Regions from separate parts of the Mus musculus genome. Here all the other regions are linked to region 2. The links are chromatin contacts, called in public HiChIP or PLAC-seq and promoter capture Hi-C maps. All regions are on one chromosome and are shown on one strand. Each heading gives the region's core, a stretch centred on a gene start, on an enhancer-like site or on the middle of the called end of the contact. The rest is flanking DNA. Distances are from core to core; before and after follow the strand shown. Region 1 holds the start of Cenpu (centromere protein U). Region 2 holds the start of Cfap97 (cilia and flagella associated protein 97). Region 3 overlaps Cenpu (centromere protein U). Region 4 holds the start of Pdlim3 (PDZ and LIM domain 3).

The links. Promoter capture Hi-C pulls out the DNA fragments that hold promoters and counts their contacts. HiChIP or PLAC-seq counts read pairs in DNA pulled down with a chosen protein or histone mark.
Region 1: an H3K27ac HiChIP or PLAC-seq map of embryonic stem cells shows a contact between it and region 2, with 7 times the contacts expected there. The contact joins the promoter of Cenpu here to the promoter of Cfap97 in region 2. A contact is called at or near these places in 16 of 39 promoter capture datasets (the 3T3-L1 cell line, the C10 cell line, the HPC-7 cell line and 10 more), 1 of 15 datasets of contacts at CTCF or cohesin (pro-B cells), 21 of 484 Hi-C or Micro-C datasets (the Ba/F3 cell line, CD4 T cells, CD8 T cells and 15 more), 25 of 115 datasets of contacts at active chromatin or transcription factors (the 230-238 cell line, astrocytes, bone marrow-derived macrophages and 14 more) and 3 of 9 other capture datasets (adipose tissue, liver and macrophages).
Region 3: a contact with region 2 is called in a FOXA1 HiChIP or PLAC-seq map of pancreatic cancer cells. The contact joins the enhancer-like site here to the promoter of Cfap97 in region 2. A contact is called at or near these places in 1 of 39 promoter capture datasets (HPC-7-derived erythroid cells), 8 of 115 datasets of contacts at active chromatin or transcription factors (acute myeloid leukemia, bone marrow-derived macrophages, embryonic stem cells and 4 more) and 1 of 9 other capture datasets (liver).
Region 4: a promoter capture Hi-C map of embryonic stem cells shows a contact between it and region 2, with 2.7 times the contacts expected there. The contact joins the promoter of Pdlim3 here to the promoter of Cfap97 in region 2. A contact is called at or near these places in 1 of 39 promoter capture datasets (embryonic stem cells), 1 of 484 Hi-C or Micro-C datasets (pre-B cells) and 1 of 9 other capture datasets (adipose tissue).

Annotation. Positions count from the first base shown.
Region 1 is chr8:46,549,457-46,554,443 of GRCm38.p6, forward strand. It overlaps Cenpu (centromere protein U), which reads left to right and starts at 2,613. Exons shown (of 13, transcript NM_027973.4): 1 at 2,613-2,671; 2 at 4,559-4,607. The coding sequence starts at 2,631.
Region 2 is chr8:46,161,158-46,165,880 of GRCm38.p6, forward strand. Cfap97 (cilia and flagella associated protein 97) reads left to right here and starts at 2,494. Exons shown (of 5, transcript NM_025747.4): 1 at 2,494-2,592.
Region 3 is chr8:46,571,793-46,576,858 of GRCm38.p6, forward strand. Cenpu (centromere protein U) reads left to right here. Exons shown (of 13, transcript NM_027973.4): 9 at 960-1,038; 10 at 1,641-1,688; 11 at 2,057-2,118; 12 at 4,434-4,590. It overlaps Primpol (primase and polymerase (DNA-directed)), which reads right to left. Exons shown (of 15, transcript NM_001001184.2): 15 at 3,791-4,929. Among named protein-coding and RNA genes, the nearest start is that of Gm45607, 22 kb to the right of the region's middle. Within about 2 kb of position 2,394, at least 26 of the 459 cell types and tissues checked have an H3K27ac peak or open chromatin away from gene starts, as enhancers often do. A contact at or near this core is called in embryonic stem cells and pancreatic cancer cells, where this site is marked.
Region 4 is chr8:45,883,744-45,888,892 of GRCm38.p6, forward strand. It overlaps Pdlim3 (PDZ and LIM domain 3), which reads left to right and starts at 1,744. Exons shown (of 8, transcript NM_001374652.2): 1 at 1,744-1,929. The coding sequence starts at 1,837.

The DNA.
Region 1 (4,987 bases), core at 1,363-3,862, 390 kb after region 2:
GGATTCTGGGCTTTCACACTGAATGAATGAATGAATGGATGGATGGATGGATGGATGGATGAATGAATGAATGGTGGAATTCAAACCTGAAACACAGCATAGCTGCCAGGTACAGACCTGATCCAGAGCCTTGGCTCAAGAAAAGGCAGGCAGATCTGTTAGCTACTGATGGGGCTGTTCCTTAGTGTTGATAGACATAAAATGGGGTTATGGTACCCACCACAGAGGGCTACTTAGAGCATTCAATGAGCTGATAGAAATTAAACACTTAGAACAGTGCCCGGGTCAGAGCAAATCCAGGTGCTGGTTCTGGTGGAGGTGGTGGAAGTGGTGGTGGTATAGAACCCAGCCTGAGGTTAAGGTTGATGAAAGGTCAAGACAATGTCCTCAGAGCTCCAGTGACCTCTAGAAACTTGGGATCAAACAGAGAAAGCAGCGTGACAGGCATCCTATCCTTGGACGTCTCCGTGACACAAACTCAGAACTTTAATGATTTAAACCTATCTGGATGAGTTTTGCTCGTTTCCACTGAGGGAGGAGTCCCCTTCCTGTTTGAGCACCCGAGTGGTTTCTTTTTTCCCCAACTCCAAAGCATAAAAGGTTTATCCACATCTCCCTTCCCAGAAAATGGAGTTACCTCTGCTCTCTATAGTATGCCAGTTTTCCATGCTTCCAGGAAGCCCGTTTCTACCCATCCATGAGGAACTTCCTGCAATACCCACAAGGTGATCTGCCCTCCTCTGGCAGTCATCCAGATGGTTTCTGGGTAATTGAGGACGCACACCTTTCGATGACGAGGAAACAGAAATAACCTTGAGGGAAACGCACGTCATAAACACAAGCGTTTCATCTCAGTAGACAGGAGATGTGAAACTCTTTAGAACTTACTGAGTAGGCAGAGTGGAGGGAGGGGTAAAGAAAACAGTCTACAGTTCACAAAACAATGTACAAAACCTGGTGTCATGCAAAGCTGACCACGACTACATCTTACATGGTATCTCTACTGACCCTAGATACTCACAGACAAGTGCCCTGGAAGATGTGCGTAAGAATTCCTGGTGATGTGCTGTCGGGAATAGTAAATAGAAAACATTGATGTACCCATAGCACAGAGGAATAAAAGCGATGCAAATAGTTACTTAATGAATTCCAAAGGCAGCATGAATGAACTACAGCTGCATGCAGATGTGGACACTTTAAAAATTATGGCTTTGGTTAGGATACTTGCAGAAAACCTACCAAACGTTATTTATAGAGATAGAAATATACAATGATTATACACAGAGGCATATCGAGGCTGAAAAGCATAAAAATGCTAAAGACAAATAAAAAAAACCGTATGGTTTGTGAAAAGGGCCATTCATGGAAGAGTCTGAGAGAACTGTTACATTTTATGTTCTGATTCAGTAATATAGGTGTCTATGTTTTATTTTTACAGTGTTAAATACCCTTTGTTGGAGACAGGGTTTCTTTGTGTAGGCCTGGCTGTCCTGGAACTCACTCTGTAGGCCATGCTACCTGCTTCTGCCTCTAGGACTAAAGGCAAGCACCACCACTGCCTAGCTTGTATTCATATTTTTATTGTGATAAAATTTATAACATAAAATTGGACATTTCAGCTTTTTATTCCAGTCATTTTAAGTGTTTAAATACATCCACCTTTTTTACACAACCATCTATCTCTCCCATCACCCCCATTTCTGGCCTTTCTCATTACCACTGTGTTTTAGGTTAATCAAGAAATCATTGTTGGAGCTGGAGAGATGACTCAGCCATTTGGAGCCTCTTGCCAAAGACCTCAGAGTTTCCCAGCCTCATAACTATCTGTAACTCCAGTTTCAGGGTATCTGATGCCCTCCTCTGACCTCCACTGGGACCACGGATGTGTATATATATATGCGTGTGTGTGTGTGTATATATACATACATATGCGTATATATAATAAATATATAACATTTTGCATCGATACACATAAATCTTAAAAAAAAATTCATTGCCAAGTCCAACGTCTTGATTCAGTTTTCTTCTGAGTTTGGCCGTTTTTTTTACTTCTTATATCTTTGATCCCTTTAAATCAATTTTTCATTCTTTTGTACCACAAGAAAAATGTAAAAACAAAAGAATCGTGAGTATGGATCCAGAAGGGACCTTCCCGCTTTACGAAGGACCTGGAAGGGAGGACAAATAACGTGTCGCGTTCAACAGTGAGCTGCTACAGGGAGCTAAAAGCGGCATCTGCATTTAGCAATGCGAAGGATTTGACAGTAGTCCATCAACTAACAGCCCGCCCGGAAGCACTGGAGTTTTGGATCCGCTGGCGGCTGGCTCGGGTCCACCCACACCCACACCAGCTCCGGGTCATTTACCCGCCCACGAGGCCGGGGAGTTCTAAATTTACGGAACGGAGCGAGAGCGGGAGAGACAGCCTGCAGCAGCTAAGCCGGTTGCTTTGGACTCCGCTCCGCTGTTGGGTGTTTTCCAGGCCTGGATTTCATCGTGCTCTCGCCCAGGACGCTCTCTGGCCCCGCCCCGGAAAAGGCGGAGCATAGCGAGGACTAGGCTCTGATTGGCTGTTCAGAGCAAGACCGGCTAGGCGCGAGTTTGGAGTCCCTGCCTTTGGGAACGGTAGGATGGCTGCAAGGAGAAGTTTGAGATACTCGGGGAACCCGGGGTAAGTGCTGCCGCCCCGAAATCCGCCCAGGATGGGCTCAACCCGTCCCAGAGACTCGCTGACCCGGCCTCAATTCCCACAGCCCCGAATCCTAGAGCCAGGAGTCAAGCTGTGTGGTAGGGGAACTCAGACACCAGCGTCGCTTTCATGTGACAAGCAAATATTTAACAGTAATCATTTCTGGTCTGTCGACATTGCTTTTTATTTCTAAGACGCAGCTGTTTTCGTAATAGAAAACACGGAAGCCAAACGAAATCTCTAGCGAGGGACCAGGCAGCTGCTTGTTTAGAGCTTGGGCTGGCCTTGCCTAAATACCTAAAGGACATTCAGAGTGCTTCATGGATCTTTTCATTATATAAGAGGTGTGCATCTGAAAAGAAGTTAGTAAGCGGCCCGAAAGGTTAGCGCCACCAACTCCTGGCGAAGGATATTCTGGGCGTGTCTGGCGCGCATCCAAAGCCTGGTAGAGATTTGGATAGAAAGGTCTCCTCTGCGTAGGAAGTCTTCCGTGGGAGGATTACCTATGGAAGATGATGCTTGTAGCTACCACAGGACACAGATGGTGGGGGAATCCACATTCGGTGAGCAGTGGGAAGGAAGATTTAAAAAGGGCAAAGGAGCTTATCAGGGCATGCTGGTTTGTGCTTTTACCTTTTTTGGTTTTTCGAGACAGAATTTTTCTGTGTGGCCCTGGCTGTCCTGGAACTCAACTCTTGTAGACCAGGCTGGCCATAAACTTAGAGATCACCTGCCTCAGCCTCCCAAGTGCTGAGATGAAAGGCGTGAGCCACCACCACCTTTGAGCAAGGGAAAGGAGCTTAGAACTTGATCTGCCAAACCAGTGGTTTTTGTTGTTTCAACATCTTGAGGCTTGGAATTTATGAAATCTGTTCATTATCACTCCTAAAACACACGGATGCATACAGCAAAGATTATATAAAATGGTTACTGTAGAGATTTCCTTTAGGAAAGAAAGAGGTTTCTGTAGAGTTTGGAAACTGCTCCAGGACTCCAGCCCACAGCTAGAAGGGAATTTCTCTGGTTTTGGAGCACACACAAGAAACAGGTAGAGGGGCTGGTGAGATGGCTCAGCAGGTAAAAGCACTGACTGCTCTTCTGAAGGTCCTGAGTTCAAATCCCAGCAACCACATGGTGGCTCACAATCACCCGTAATGAGATCTGACACCCTATTCTGGTGGGTCTGAAGACAGCTACAATGTACTTGTGTATAATAATACCTAAATCTTTGGGCTAGAGCCAGCAGGGACTGAGCAAGTGGAGTTGACCGGAGCGAGCAGAGCAGAGGTCCTAAAAGCTCAATTCCCAACAACCACATGAAGGCTCAGGCTCACAACCATCTGTACAGCTACAGTGTACTCCTATACATAAAATAAACAAATCATAAAAAAAAAGAGTCAGATGGAAAAGAGTTCAGGCTAGGCAATTTATGCCTCCAGGTTGTCCCACCTACTTCTGTTTCGAGGTGCCATTCAGAAGTCACTTAAGCTTTCTGAGCTCAGAATCACAGTCTGCGGTTATCCCAAAGCAAAGGCAGTACAGGTCTGAGAGTTGGCTACAAGTGGGGAGTCCCAGCCCCCTCCCCTCGGATTATTACTGCGGTATTCTGTGCTGGGAGTGTGGGTGGCAATAAGTCTTTTCTATTGTAGCCTAATACACACAACTGAGATGGTTAACAAAGTGATAGGTGTCCCCCCCAACCCTGCTCCCCAGTGGTTTATTGCCTGGCTTCAGCTCTGCTGGGTGAGCAGTAATGAGGATAATTTGGAAAGGTGCGCCTTGGAAGGATTATAGCTTACAGTGCTTTCCCAGTTGCTCAAAATATCTGCTGAATTCACTTTTAAAATTTTGTCATCTGTGTTTTAATAGTGCAAAACATTCAAAGAACACTTTGAGAAGCACATATTCCAGGAAACAGGTAAGCAAGATTGTTAATGTGATTTTTCCCCCCCTTAAGCCATTGAAGGCAAAGCTATCATTTTGTGGGAATCATACTTTGGAGAGTTCTCTTAACAAAATCTTTTCTTTGTTTCTTTTCTTTCTTTCTTATTTTTATTTTACTTTTTTTTTTTTTTAATTTGAGACAAGGTTTCTCTATTAGACCTGGCTGTCCTGGAACTCACTCTGTAGACCAGTCTAGGCCTTGAGCTCACAGAAATCTACTTGCATCTGCCTCCGAGTGCTGGGTCACCATCACCACCTTAGCCTCCACCTCCACACTTGACAAACTTTTTTTTTGGTTTTTGGTTTTTTTGAGACAGAGTTTCTCTGTATAGCCCTGGCTATCCTGGAACTCAC
Region 2 (4,723 bases), core at 1,244-3,743:
TGCTTGGTGTGCAGGTACAGAGCAAAGTACCACAGTGAAGCTGTGGTTCTAGGGTAACTTTGTGAGCACAGGTGTGTCATAGAAAAGTTGTGAGGTTGTAGCCAGTTTTTTACTTCCACTGTGGAATCTAGAAGTTCTATTCAGGTTGTCAGGTTGCCTTTGGAATTACTTTGTACCAGTTGTGCTGTCTCCGTGGCCTTGAATGTTTTCTTGTGTTCTGGGATCTAATTCTAGTCATCTGGCAAGCACATTTACCTACCAGACACGATCATCTCAAAGGCCTTCACAGATTTTGATATGCAGTTCCTTAATGGGTAGTGTCTTAAGCGACTTTTTTATTGCTGTGTCAAAGCAACGTGACCAAGGCAACTTATAAAATAGAGCAATTAGTTGGGTTCCCAGTTTCAGAGGGTCAGAGTCCATGATAGCAGTGCAAAGGCATGGCATGGCAGCAGGGACAGATGACAACTCCCTTCTTAATCCAAAAGCAGGAGGCAGAGCAGTAGAAGGCTTTTGAGATCTTTGCCAAAGCTCACCCCTAGTGCCACACTTCCAACAAGGCACACCTTACTCCTTCCCAAACAGTTCCACCAACTGAGGACCAAGTATTCAAATACATGCATATAGAGGTTATTTTCGTTCAAATCATTTTTAGTGAAGTCCCTGTGTTTTCTTGTGTTGTTGGCTATTTGTATCTTCTTTGGAGAAATGTCTACTCAAACACTTTATATCTACCCTGACAGAATATTTTTTCATTAGTTAAAAATTAAGTGAAATACTGTCTTTGAGCCAACAAAATGAAGAAAAAAAGTTTCTCTTTGTTAATAATCAGGACCCCAAAAATATAAAATATATTGTTCAAAATAAGAGTCCTTTCTTGAGTCTGATGGCTGTGGTTGTGATCACACACACACACACACACACACACACACGATTAGACACCTAGACACTTAGTGAAGCTCACCTCTGGGTGTGTCTGGAGGGCATTTCCAGAGACATCATGTGGGCTCTGATCTCATCAATGAAGTGACCCTTGATGGATTCATAATATGCTGGCATTATTAGCAGGTGGTGATAGGGAGGAGGTGGCGCCTAGGTGGAAGAAGGTCACTAGAGGTATCTCTAGCATTATACCTTGCCCTGGCCTCTTCCTGTAGGCCAGATTCTCCAGTCTTATAATTCCACAAACTGCTGCTCTGTAGTGCCATGAAGGACTGAACCCTCTCAAAATGTGAGTCAACACATCTTTCCTCACTGTGTTAGCTATTCTGTCATGGCTCTGACAAACAATACACTCGTAGTCCCTAGGATATAATGTTAAGTTTGTGCTTGCTTCCTTAGTACCTTTATTTAAGTGCTGAGAACTTATTATGGCTGTAACAAATTACTACAAAGTTAGATGTATAAAACAACTCATTGATTTGGATTAGGGAGCTGTGGAGGTCAGAAATCTAAAATCCAGGCATATTTGAGTTCTTTCGGGGTAGAAGCCACTTCTCCCCTCTTTTCAGTCTTCCAGAGATGCATGCATTCTTTGGCTCATTGACTCTTCCACACATCACTCAACTATTTTGTGTCCCAGCTCCTACAACTAACTGGCTTGGAAGCTTTTGCCTCTCCCTTTTATAGGGATTTATAGTGGCTGATTACACAATGAGCTCCTGGATAATGTAAATTTAATTGCATCAGCTAAATTCTTGTGCCAGATAAAGTAACATATTCGTGTACTCTGGTGATTAGAGGATAGAGATCAGGAGTGTACTGCCATTCCTGACCCTTAGATGTGTCAACAAGAAATTAAGGCACTCAACCGTCTATAGAGATCATTTTTTATATTGCTTAAAGTGGACCTTCACCATCAGAAGGGCCATCCTTTATGGGTTACCTGCCCCGGTGCATATTAACTATGCTTGAATTTGAAATTTTTTCCTCCTTTGACACGGGCCTCACGATATAGCCCTGGCTGGCCTGGAAGTCACTATGTAGAACACAGGGATTCCTCTCCCTCTACTCCCAAGTGCTGAGACCAATGGCATCCGCCACCAGGACTGGTTCGTGTAAACAGCGTTTTGCTGAAATAAAATCGAACAAAACACACAGTCGTCCTCCATTTTTATTATTGTCATCTTGTTACAGAATTACAAGATTACAGCGTCTTTTTAGGAAACCATCCCGGACGTCTAGACCTACCGCAGCGTCGTGGGTAGGCGAGCAGGTGATGCCCTGGACAACAGGGAGGCCTTGGTGGCCTCCTTTCCATGAGCCTCCGAGACCTCGCGAGGTCCTGCCGAGAAGCTGTCGCCCCTGCAGCGCCGGCCTGATCACTTTGACCGGGTCTCCCGGAACTACGGACGACAGGAGCGCAGCCCTCACCCTCGCCGGCAGAGACTCGGCTCCGCGCTCGCCCCGCCTTTCCCCTTCCGCTGAGTCCAACCCCCGGAGCTTCCGCCCGCGCTCAGGCGTGCGCCGGTCTCCGTTAGCTTCTACCGCGGGGGAGGGAGAACGGTGGAGGTGTGGCTGCGCGTGCGCAGAGCGAGCGAGAACCCGAACGCTCCGCGGGGCGCAAGAGTCCGTGGCGGCCACAGTTCGCAGGTGAGCGGCGCTCGGGCTTCCGCATCCGGTCGGTCTCCAGCGGGCGAGACGGCCCTCCCCTGCGTTCGGGGTCCGTTTCCCCGGTTCAGTGCCCGACGGAGGCGAGCACCCGGGGTGGGTACCGCCGAGCCTCCACGGTGGGGGGGACACAGGCTGTCCTCAGCCCTAGGCGCCGCCACCTCGGCCTCGCTAGCCCGCAGGGCGAGCGACGTGGTAACCGCTATTAAAAAAAAAAAAAAAAAAAAAAAAACGATAGCCCGGCCCGCAGGACGCGAGAGGAGGCGTGGAGTCGGGGTCCGAGCCCACGGCTGCCCCTCTCCGGGCGCTTGAACCCGAACCCACAGCTCTGAGGCACTGAGTGTGAAGAGGCAACCGACTGGGGTCCTGGAAGAAGCCCCAGACTCCTGAAAACCAGGTGTTCAGTTTGAGCCAAGATTTTTGTATGCTTAATTTGGTGCCCTATTGTGTCCATATCGACAGATAAGGACTTATCTCAAATGTACAAAATGCCGTTTTTAATGACAGGTTATTCGAGTATTCTTTCTGGTGTATTGGGAAAGCGCTGTTATTTCTACTGCTAGTTCTGCATAAGCTAAAACATCACTCTCCAAGTAACTTCCAGGTAGCTTTGACAGCAACCTGGCTCGATCCACCAGAGGGTTGTTAGAGTCTCATGAACCATCCTTTGATTTTTATCCTTCTCCCGTGTGTTGTAAGATAATCTTAACGATCCTATAAAGCTACAATTTTTCTTGCCTATTCCCGAATGTAAGTTGAATTAGAAGCAACCTTGATGTAAATTTTGGCAAAAGAATCGTTAATGAGGGAGATCGTCCGCTAAGTTTTCCTGGAACTTAAGTTTGTGTGTGTACAGCCACTCTTGCCCAATAGAAATTCTGACTATAAACACCAGAAATTTGACATACACTAGGCAGTGGGCCACCTCTCCAGCGGAGAGAGGGACATTATCAAAATACGCTGGAAACATGATGGTTTTATTCTGTTTACATAGGAGGCAGAGTAAGAACCTGGGCTGAGCCTTAAATCTCCAGACCTCTTTGTGGGATAAACCCAACTGTTGTAGGTCTTTTTCTAGACACTGGATGTATAAAGGTGAACAAGAAAGACCTCTGGAGCGCCCAGTCTGGTAAGAGTGGCTATACCTCCACCTCCTCCTCGCCCCATCCTCTCCTCTCTCCATCTTTCTCCAGAGCTCAGGTGATCCTCTTAATTTGGCTTCACTAGTAGTTGATTTATAAGCACACGCTATAAGGGGTCCAACGCTAGCCAGTCTCGTGAGGAGACTCCCGTAGGCAAAGTTTTAGACAAATCTCTTCCCGTTCTGCTCTTGGACCCCTAGAAACTAATTAGACGAGACAGCATCAGTGTGGAAGACCACAGTACAATTTCCTGTGTCCTTCATCCGGTGCCATTCACCGTCTCTTTTGAGAAATGGCCTTGTTTGGCCTAGAACTCACCAAGTAGAAGACTGGCTGGCCAGCAAGTCCTTAAGGATCCACCACCTCAGCACCATGTTTACAAACACACGCCAGCGCCCTCTCCTCCCCCCAACTGGAGCACTGGAACTATTTAAGCTTTTCTATCTCACCCAACCTACTTCTGAATAAACCTAAGCATACACTTCAGTAAGATGTCACATGTCTGTTAGTCAAGATGTACTACTGTTTCTGAGCAAACCATTAATAACTTCTGTTACGATGATGACTGCTTTTTTCTTTAATAAACTTATTGGGGGACACACTCATTAGTACTTGTGGAGGTTGGGAGGACCAGGGCTTAGTTCTCCTGTTCCATCCTGTAAGTCCCAGGAACCAAACTCAGGCTGGCAGGCTTGGTAGCAAGCACCATTACTGACCCAGTGATCTCAGTGGTCCTAAACTGACTTTTCGGTTATGGCTACGATTCTGCAAACTATCTCATCATTTAGTGATTTTTTTTTTTGTCTAGTATGAAATTCTTCAATTTCAAGAGATTTACGTTAGAGCTCGTACAATGTATTTTTAGGTTGATTTAGTGCTGGGTCTATCCATTTGGGAAGTACTTATCCTAGATGAGATAATATTGCCCTTAACACTTGAAACTCCAGGACTACTCAATTTAAATTTCCATC
Region 3 (5,066 bases), core at 1,144-3,643, 410 kb after region 2:
TTCCATGTTTTCTGTGTATATAGCCAGTAGTTGAATAGCTGAACCACATAACATTTGTTTTAATTTTTTTTTTAACCATCTGTCAGGGTTTCTATTCCTGTGCAAACATCTTGACCACGTAGCAAGTTGGGGAGGAAAGGGTTTATTCAGCTTACACTTCCACATTGCTGTTCATCATCAAGGAAGTCGGGGCTGGAACTCAAGCAGGTCAGAAAGCAGGAACTGATGCAGAGGCCATGGAGGGATGTTCTTTACTGGCTTGCTTCCCCTGGCTTGCTCAGCCTGCTCTCTTATAGAACCCAAGACTACCAGCCCAGAGATGGTCCCACCCACAAGGGGCCTTTCCCCCTTGATCACTAATTGAGAAAATGCCTTACAGTTAGAACTCATGGAGGCATTTCCTCAACTGAAGCTCCTTTCTCTGTGATAACTCCAGCTGTGTCACGTTGACACAAAACTAGCCAGTACACCATTTCTAATGTTTTTCTGAGAACTTGACCCGGTTTTAGAGTTCTCTCCTCAGTAACTGGGGAAAGGGCTCCCTAGGTAAGAGGGTTCACTATGCAAGCATAAGGGCCCACGTGTGGCTCTTGAGTCCATATAAGAAGCTAGGCATGGCTGTGCACGGCTGTAACTCAGTGCTGTGCAGGGCAGAGACATAAGGGCTGCAAAGACTGAAGACGGTTTCATGGGAAACCCAGTCTCAGGGGTTGAGGAGTGTGACAGGGCAGGACTCTGGTTGTCTCCCTTGGCCTCTGAAAGCACAGGTGTGTGTGCAACACTGCCTCCCACCACATTGCATGTGTGCAACACTGTCCCCCCACCACATTGCAGCCCACCTTGTGTGCACGAGTGCGTGGATGTGGATATAGGCTTGCTCTGTAGTTTTCCTGTTCCCCTCATGATCAGTGTGGCTGATCTCTGTACATTTCTCTCTTTTTTAAAAAATCAATTTACAGGCAAAGAGTAGAATCTGAAAGTTGTAATCAAGCCATCAACAAGTTTTATTTTAAAATGAAAGGAGAACTCATCAGAATGGTAAGTTTCTTGTATTTGTTTGAGACAGGGTCTTTGTATGTATCCCTAGCTGTCCTGGAACTCACTATGTAGACCTGGCTGGTCTCAAACTCACAGAGATCTGCCTGCCTCTACCCTCCAAGTGCTGAAATGAAAGGCAGATACCAATACACCTGGCTACTCTAAAATGTTTTAAACTAAAGTTTGGACATGATCCTGTGGTTGTAGAACAGCTTGCACTTGCTGGCTCTGTGACGAGAAACACGTGAGAACTCCTCTTACTTCCTTCTGTGCATGTGTGGATGTGGAAGCCAGAGGCCCACTCTGAGTAACTTCACCAATCACCCTAAAACTTACTGTTTGAGACAGGTCTCACTGAACTTGAAGATCATTGGCTTCTCCAGGCTGGCCAGCCAGTGAGCTCAGCTGGACCACAAGGACCCACTCATCCCCACCAGCCCCTCATAAAATCCAAATGTGCCAGTGCCAGGATCCAAGCTTGGGTCCTCTTGCTTTTGTGACAGGCGGTTTACCAACTGGTGTCTCCCAAAGGCCTTCTCATGTGGATCTTTATACAGTTCATCTTGGAAAATGAGATATACTTTATTTTGTTGTCGTTGTAGCTTAAAGAAGCCCAGATGTTAAAAGCCCTGAAAATGAAGAACACCAAGGTAATCGCCAAATCTCTTAGTGAGTCATGGGCTATGAACCAGGGGAGTAAGGAAACACTTGCTGGTAGTTTTGTGACCTGCAGTTTTATAAGGGCTTTTGTGGGCTTGGTCAGGTTTTTAATTGCTTTTGTAATGTTAATGGACACTGAGGAATGGGGATCTCTGTTAGCCTTTTGTCAGTCCAAGTTACCCCCCCCCCCAGCCCCAGACAGCTCATAGACAGAAAAGATTACCCCTGGGTCTGTAGTGAATGAAACTGCTAAACAAGTCAAACTGGGAGGCAAGAGGAGGGTCCATGGACCCAAAGTCTTAGCTGAAGTGCTGAAACTTCTCCCATGTTAACCTAAGTACGTTATTATATTGCTCAGATAATTGCCAACATGGAAAAGAAAAGGCAGCGTTTAATTGAAGTCCAGGATGAACTGATTCGGTAAGGTAATATCTGCTCTATCTGAGAAGTCATCTAAAGGGGCAGTAGCGTTCGTCACTTAGGGGAGTGCTGTAAGGACCGTCAACTCTGCTCTGACTCTCAGCATCTGGTCTGGTCTCAGGCAGTCTGATTACAGCTTTAGCTACATAGACTATAGGATTAGACTGTCTGGAGCTTGAATCAGGCTCTACCATTGACTGCAGACTTGAGTGAGGCACTGACTGTTCAGGGCCTCAGCCCCTTCCTGTGTATATGGGCGTAACTGTACCTGTTCCTTAGAGGGTGTCCTGTGAGTCACTGAGTAAACCTAGGCACAGTTGTCTGCTGGTCTCAGGCAGAGAGGTCTGTTTATGTTGCTTGCTTGCTTATTTTACTTTTTGATAGATGGTTTTACTATGTAAGTCAGTCTGGTCACTGGCTCTTCAGTGACTGTTGAAATACACACTCTGCAGAGACACATCAGTCCTTATTCTGAGGTCTAGGGTTGGGGGCAGTCCCCATGCCCTGGGGTTAGTGCACACTGTGGTAGTCTGTCTGTACATTTTGGGCTTCTGAGGTATGGAGTGCGAGCCAGAGGCGTTCGTGTAGTAGAGTTTGCCACGCTCTCTACTCTAAAGATGCTTTAAAAGTGCTTGGACAGGCTGGGGATGTGGCTCAGTGGTAGAGCACCTGCCTGGCATGAACAGCAGTGCGTTAATTCCTAGGACCACATGGGTGTGGTCGCACAAGGCTTGAGCAGATCCTCCGATCTGTCAGTAAACACTTGAAATTACTAGGTTGTGTTTTGTTTTTTTGAGACAGGATTTCTCTGTATAGCTCTAGCTGATCTGGAACTTAATTTGTAGACCAGGCTGGTCTCGAATTCTTGTAGATTCACCAACCTGTGCTTCCCGAGTCCTGGGACTAAAGGTGGGCACTACCTTGCTGGGCTAAGTACTAGGTTTTAAGTGACTGCCACAGGATTTTGAGAGAGACAAATTAGTTGCCTATTCTGTTATTTACAGATTTGGCCAAAACAGGAAAAGTGGGGTAATATAGTAATATTGACAGTAACAGTTCACAGCTTCCTTTATGGGAGGGTACTTTTCCTAAATACGTCATTCAGTTGGCCCGTGCTTAGTCAATATGATTCCATGAGGTAGGTCACTGTATGGCTCTATAATTAAACTATAATAAGGCTGTTCTATTCAGCTCGTCATCAGTGTGAGACCACTGAGACGTGTTGAGACTGGACTTTTTAGTTCCTTTTCTAGGTGAAATTGTAGTCAGACAAATATTTTGAAAATGCATAGTAAGATAAAGTGTGTGATGGTTTAAACTTTGCATAGGAGGTGCCTGAGGCACTGGGGCGTCTCTTAGTTACAGCCCGTCCCATCCCTAGGGAAGGCAGGGAATGCAATCCTGGCCGTGGCCGTCAGTTTGCTGAGAAATCTTCAGTTGTTTGGTGTGAAGAGCTCTTTCTAAAAATTGAAAATAAAATGTTTTCATAGTTTATTCTGATCATGGTTTCCCCACTTTTGTCTCCTCCCAGATCCCCCGCACTTCACCTCTCCAACTCCATGCTTTCTTTCTCCTTAGGAGAACAGACAAATAAAAAACCAACCAACTAACCAACCAACCAAAATAAAACAAAGCAAACAGAGGGAAAAACACGAGAAACACACACTATTTTTCAATTCAAGCTTAGGTTTTTTTTATATTTTTATTTGCAAATTCCCTTTTCTTTTATAGGTGAAGAAACTAAGCCTCAGACACAGGCAGTTCGCCCAGGTCACACATCTTTCTCTCCAGGCTCTGGGACAGTTTTTCTGCTGATTTTATTTGGCCACAGAAACTAAGGATTTTTAAAAGGGGAACTTTCTGCATGACCTCCTGGTTAAGCTGTCAGGCTGGCTACTCCTGCCTATGCTCAGAAAATGTCAGCCAAATTTATATTGACTGCAGTAGTTCCCAGGACTTGAGTAATTTGGTGGATTTTGTCATCTGTGAGGCATGTCCCCATGGCTGTCACTGCTCACTGTGTGTCACAGTTGCGTTGAGCAGAAACCTAGGATCATTTACACGTTCATAGTGTGCGAGGCGAGCCAGGCCACCAAGTCCACTTCTGTTCTGTTCTTCCCTCACCCAGGATGTTCATGCTTGTACACTCTATGTTGTTTATATGGGAGAAATGTTTTGTTATTTTTGGTTTGCGTTTTTGTTTTTTATAATGTGGGCACCTTAATATTTTCAGTCCACAAACACCACATATATTTCTATTAATTTGTATTTTGTAAAATTTGTTTTTGAGATTAAAAAAAAATTTTGTTATCTAGATTAGAACCACAACTGAAACAACTACAAACAAAATATGATGACCTTAAGGAGAGAAAGTCATCACTTAAGAAGTCCAAGCATTTCTTATCTAATTTAAAACAGCTGTGTCAAGATTATTCAAACGTTCAAGAGAAAGGACCAAAGGGAACGGGAAAGGTGAGTCCTGGTTACTGCACATCAGAAGGGATCCAGGCATTTGCTTGTAGAGTGGCAGCAGTTTGCAGAAAGGTAACGGACAGCATTATTGTAAGTCAGTGAGACAACAGCATCACCTTCTAGCTTCCTGCTGAAGGGAAGGAAGACTCGGTTACTCCTCAGATCTTCTAGGCGGTGTGTACTGTGCACAAGTCTGAGTTGAACAACTGCGCTCTGCTTTATCAGTTTCCATCAGTCCTCAGCCCACTCAGACGTGCTGTAAAGGCCAACCACCTTTGTCCAGCCCATGTTCATACTTTAGAAGCTGTTTCATTGAAATGGCAGGAGGGTCCTGAGGGGCTGAGAAACAGTAAGACAGTTGGGAAAATGTAGTTAGCTATTATTTTAATACTTTGAAGTTTAATACTCTGAGACCTTGCTGTTGCCATAATATAACATAGAAATGTTAGCTAAAAAATTATAAATTTGTATACCTA
Region 4 (5,149 bases), core at 494-2,993, 280 kb before region 2:
CTAGCCAGTGACTGACAGAGGAAACGTGGTCTATAATCATACACCTATTCACAGTAGACAAAATCAACAGAACATGTTATGTTTATTTTACTGATAATTCAACAAAGTAGGACACTGGAAAATACCTGGATCTAGAAAATTGGCCTTTCTATCCCCTGAGACCCAGGCAGCCCAGCACAGTGGGTGGAGTGGTGCCATCCCTGGCTCTGGGTGGGCTGGTGACATTCCTGCCCTGAGCTTTCCCAGACTGTTTTGTTCCATTTACAGGTTCCTGGATCTGTTATCTTTGCTCCAAGCACCGTCCAAACAGAACGCTCTATTGCAAGTGCTCTGCTCTCCTGGGCCAGGATGACCCTGTGCTTGCTCGTTAAGTCCAAGACCCTTCTCTCGGGTTTTAGGCAATTCACACTTCTCTTTCCCCATCCTTGCCTCTCTTCTTAAGAATCAGAGCATCCTAACCCATAGCACCAGATACACTTGATTCTACACTACATCTAAACCAGGATGCTACCCAGACCCCCCCCCCCCACACACACACACACACACCTCTCCTCCTGGTCCAAGCAGACCCTCGAGTTGAGCTAACCTGGATTGTTTATTTTACTTCTACCATTTGTTAGCTATAGGATTTGATGTGAGCTCTTCCAATTCAGAGAAGCTATTCGCCAGCCTGAGAAATGACACCAGCCAAAACAAAGGCACAAAGACACAGGTAAAGCAATCATTACCACACCTGGACCACAGAGGTGACCAACAAATCTCCTTGGTGACCTTCTGCCGTTTCCACTTTCCCAGACGGATTCCTTCCATTTACGGGTTCTTAAATCACTTTTTTCTTTTCTCCCAGTACATCGGAACAGAATGCTCTATTGCAAGTGCTCTGCTCTGGGTCCCCTTTACTCCCACTCCCACAGACACCTTCATTTTGGCTGCAGCATCCAGAGAGGCGTCCTGACTCTTGCCTCCATGTATTAAACAGCCGTGTCCAACATGCAGAGTCTAAGCAGTGTGCTGCCGCCTGCGGCTGGGATAGTTGTGAATGTAGCCCAAACTTAAAACGAAACGTACTTAGCACGCGGTGAGATATTGAGGGGTAAGCAGGGCAAAAGAGGGGGTGATTCCGAGCGTAAACTTCACAGATAACAAAGTCATTTCTGTATCACAAAGACAAGCACAATCTGCGTGGGAACATATATTTTAATTATAGAAATACTCGACTTTTTTTGTTTTTTATGCTGTGCGGGGCGCTGCACAGAAACATTTCATTTTATTGCCACCAAATCCTTCCAATACTCCTACAAGTACAATAATTACTCCTGTTTTTACAGCCGAAAGAAATGAAGACTTTAACTTGACCAAAGCTAGATACTAAGAGAGAACATCAACGCGTGCACAAAACTGCTAAATTCCTAAGTGCCTGGTTGTGCTTGGGTTTTATTTTAATTGAAAGCATAGAGGCTGCGGTGTGATTGCTTTTAACTTCCCAGTAAAGTGCACCGCTGAGCAAGTAGACGATAAACAGGAGGACAGGTGTTACTTAATGGAATGATGGAAGCTGTAACCCGAAGCCTCCTTGGGCGGGGAGAGGTCTGGGCGACTGCACCCAGCTGGGAGCGCCTCTGACCAGGCGCTGTCTCTCACTTCCAAAGTTGGAGCTCTCCTTGGTGGGAGGGGGCGGGGAAGAGGGGAGGCCAGTGACGTCACTCGCAGCAGGGATAAATCTCCGGGACAGCATTCCCAGTTAGGTCGCAGCCCCAGGAGCTAAGTAGGTTGTCCGGTTCCGAGACAAGCGCTTTGCAGAGCCACCGTCGCTGGACCCACTCGAGGGAAGGCACCATGCCCCAGAACGTAGTTCTCCCGGGTCCTGCGCCCTGGGGCTTCAGACTCTCTGGGGGCATAGACTTCAATCAGCCTTTGGTCATCACCAGGGTAGGTGTTTTCCATTCTGATTTTGTGCTACAGGTCACCTGGCATCCGAGAGTAGCCCTGGAGTTAAAGAGAGAAACCAAGAGACCCAGGGAGGGAGGCAGGATGGTGCACTGGCGGGGGCCTGAGCTTCTGGCTCCCAGTTAGACTTCAGCAACAAGCTGGAGGATGCAAAGCAGTTCTGAGATTTAATCAAGGCAGCTCACAAACTCTGCATCCCTTTTCCTTGGTCCCCAGCCACATTAGCCAGAAAGGTCAACTGACAGTGCTGGGCTCAGAGGAGGGCTCCATAGCTGAGGGGTGCTTTTGGCTCCCCACCACACACACACACACACACACACATCAGATATGGAGAGCAAGAAAGAGGTGTCACTCTAGTGGTTATTTGGTGGCTCTACACTTGCATCTGAGCAGTTTTCTTGCCTGGATGGGAACTTCAGCAGGGTACTGTTCTCAGGGCACAGCTTGGACTGGCCAAGTCGGAACCTCTCATATCAGCCAGACAGGGAAAATATTACTAATGTGTATTCCTCCGTTTCCAGGCATTTTGGATAAATATTTTTCCAAAGCTTGGAACTTGGCTGACGAAGCATTACCTATAACTCAAACTGCAAAGAAAACCTGGGCTATAGTTTACCTGATAGAGAGCAACCACTCAGTCTAATAACTTTAAAAAGGAAGACTGTAGTAGCAAAAAACCAAACTGCCTTATTCCAGGGTATCTTAAGCAGAACCCAACAAGAAGGAGGGTGTAAAAATGAAACCCAGGGTTCCTTTTCTGTCAGCAAATTTCTAGAGTAATTGTTAAGCATCTAGTTGATAACTTCCTCAACTTTTGAAAGCAATCTTTTCAGTTACTCATGCAAGCCGTTCGAAACGTGAAAGCACAAACTTTTAAATGTTATCATTTTATGTTCCAAGTGTTATGGTTTTCTTATTTTATGCTTCTCTGCTCATGCTATATTTTATGAATACATGCTTTATAACCTGATCAATCACAGGTTTTGAATAGGGCACTGTACACACATTAATATTATTTGTGGCGCCCTAAGCTTTTGAAGAAGCCCAAAGCGTGTATCATAGGGTTGCATACAACGGCTCATCTCAAGCTTTGTTTTACATTTTTCAAAAAAACATGTAAACACATCTGACATGTGTTTTTATATGAGACATTAAAACATCCCCCCAGAAATGCTCTTAAGTAAATTAAGCAGAAAATGCTTCCATGGTGTGGGCCAAGCCATTCCTTTTATAGATTTACCAAAGAAAACAGTTTCCACTGTCTCTAAGAAATATGCCTAGTTTATAAGGTCCCACTTGCTCATATTAAGTAACAGAAGCTCTTGAATGCTAACAAAGAATACATCATATTTAAATTAAATCCAAAAGAATGGATTATGTCATAAAGACCCTTGGAGAAAATTTATAAAGGAATTATCTTACTATTACTCTGTAACATATCTGTCTAATGAATCACATGTTTGAAGCTTGGGATCATTGACACTTAAAGCAAGATTTATCTTAGTGCAATCTTACATCTGCATTCAGACTACAAAGACCATGTATTTGATGTCATGACATTTTTATTTGAAGAGCCATTCTGTCTTGGATTTTTAACTCAGCTAATGTGTGTCACAACTGTGGGCACTTGATTCAATAATAAACCAGATGTTATTTATTTAAAATACACCTTTCCGATGGTTTTAACTTCTAGGGAACAGATACCACCGAATTGTTCCACCCCGACTGTCCCCAAAGCCATACATATCAGGGATTCTTGTTAAATCAATGCAAGCCCACTTAACTTGGGCTTTTATGCCTTTGTGGATTCTTATTAAGAATATTACGTTCATAATAATTACAGAGACATGAGAAGTCACCTGGGTGAAAATTCAGAGGTGTTAGTGAAAAGTATCTGCTGCTGCTAGGCAGTCATTCCATTTTGTAAATTTAATATTATTCTATTACTTCAGTCTACGCATGAGAAAAATGTCCCTCACTGTCCCCAGTGACATGCAATTTGTCAGTGGCGCTGTTCTTCGGGCTGCTGCCTTTATTCAAGATATCATAACGTCCTGCCCAGAAGCCTGCCTATAGTCTCCAAGTCACCCTGCATATTCTTACCATCCGCCTTTGAAAGGTGCAGTGGGCTGTCCATTTTTCCCATTAAGCATCCTTCAGTGACATCACTAGCTTCTAGACAACAGAAGGTGGGCTCTTCTGCGTGGCTGTTTAACTCTCTGTTCTGACTTCTTTTCTTCCCTGCGTCTCCTGTTCCTCTTCTCACTCCATACAAGGACAGTGATGCCACAGCTCAGGGCTGTTTATGATCTCGTTGGCATGGCTGTGCTTCTGATACACACCACTCTCTCCCAGAATTCTTCTCTCCAGCCCTACCCCGTGGTCCACTCTGCCCATGAAAACCTAGCCCTCCTCTAATCCTCTAATGATGGTCACTTCATCTATTGCATAATCATACATAGCTTTCTGCCTATCCTCTCTTATTATCTTGTCTATACCCAAGATACTTAAGCATATCTGACTCCATCACTTGCTCCCCAAGGGCAGGAACCTTTTATGTCGGAAACTGTTTAATACATAGCAGCACCTGGTATATCACATATGTTATAAAATAAATATAGCTATAATACAAATGACTAAGTTGCTCACCTTTTACATAACTTTATTGTCATAAATAAGTAGATTGTGCTCTCAAAATACTCACCCCACAAAAAAAGGTAATTGTCTGTTTTGTTAAGGACACAAAGAACTGAAGTATGCCATACTTTCTGTCATAAGAAGTTCCATCCATTTTCTCAAGCCATCTAAATTTGTTTTGGTCCTCCTACAAGCTAGATTGGATGTACCCCTGCCTGTCTGGTGCTGTATCAATGCAGACTGTGCAGGGCCCTCGGTTCATGACACTGCCACTTTATAATGGTTTGAAAGTGACACCTTCAAGTCAGACCATACTTAAGAGTTTTCCGTCTCTGCCTGTGCTAGCCACTGACAGTGTGTGACTCTGTCTTGATGCTGGACAGTGGTAAAAGGCCACGGTTAGTGCCAACCAATCGGCAGAGCAACCGTGAGCCTCTACAGTGTATTGCACTGCTCTACAACAGGACGTTCTGCAGGTTTGGTATATTCAGTGTTGGTTGATTTAAGGTGTCTCCAGCTGCATAAAGAGGTTGCAGTTGCTTGGGATATAACCTCATGCTAAGTC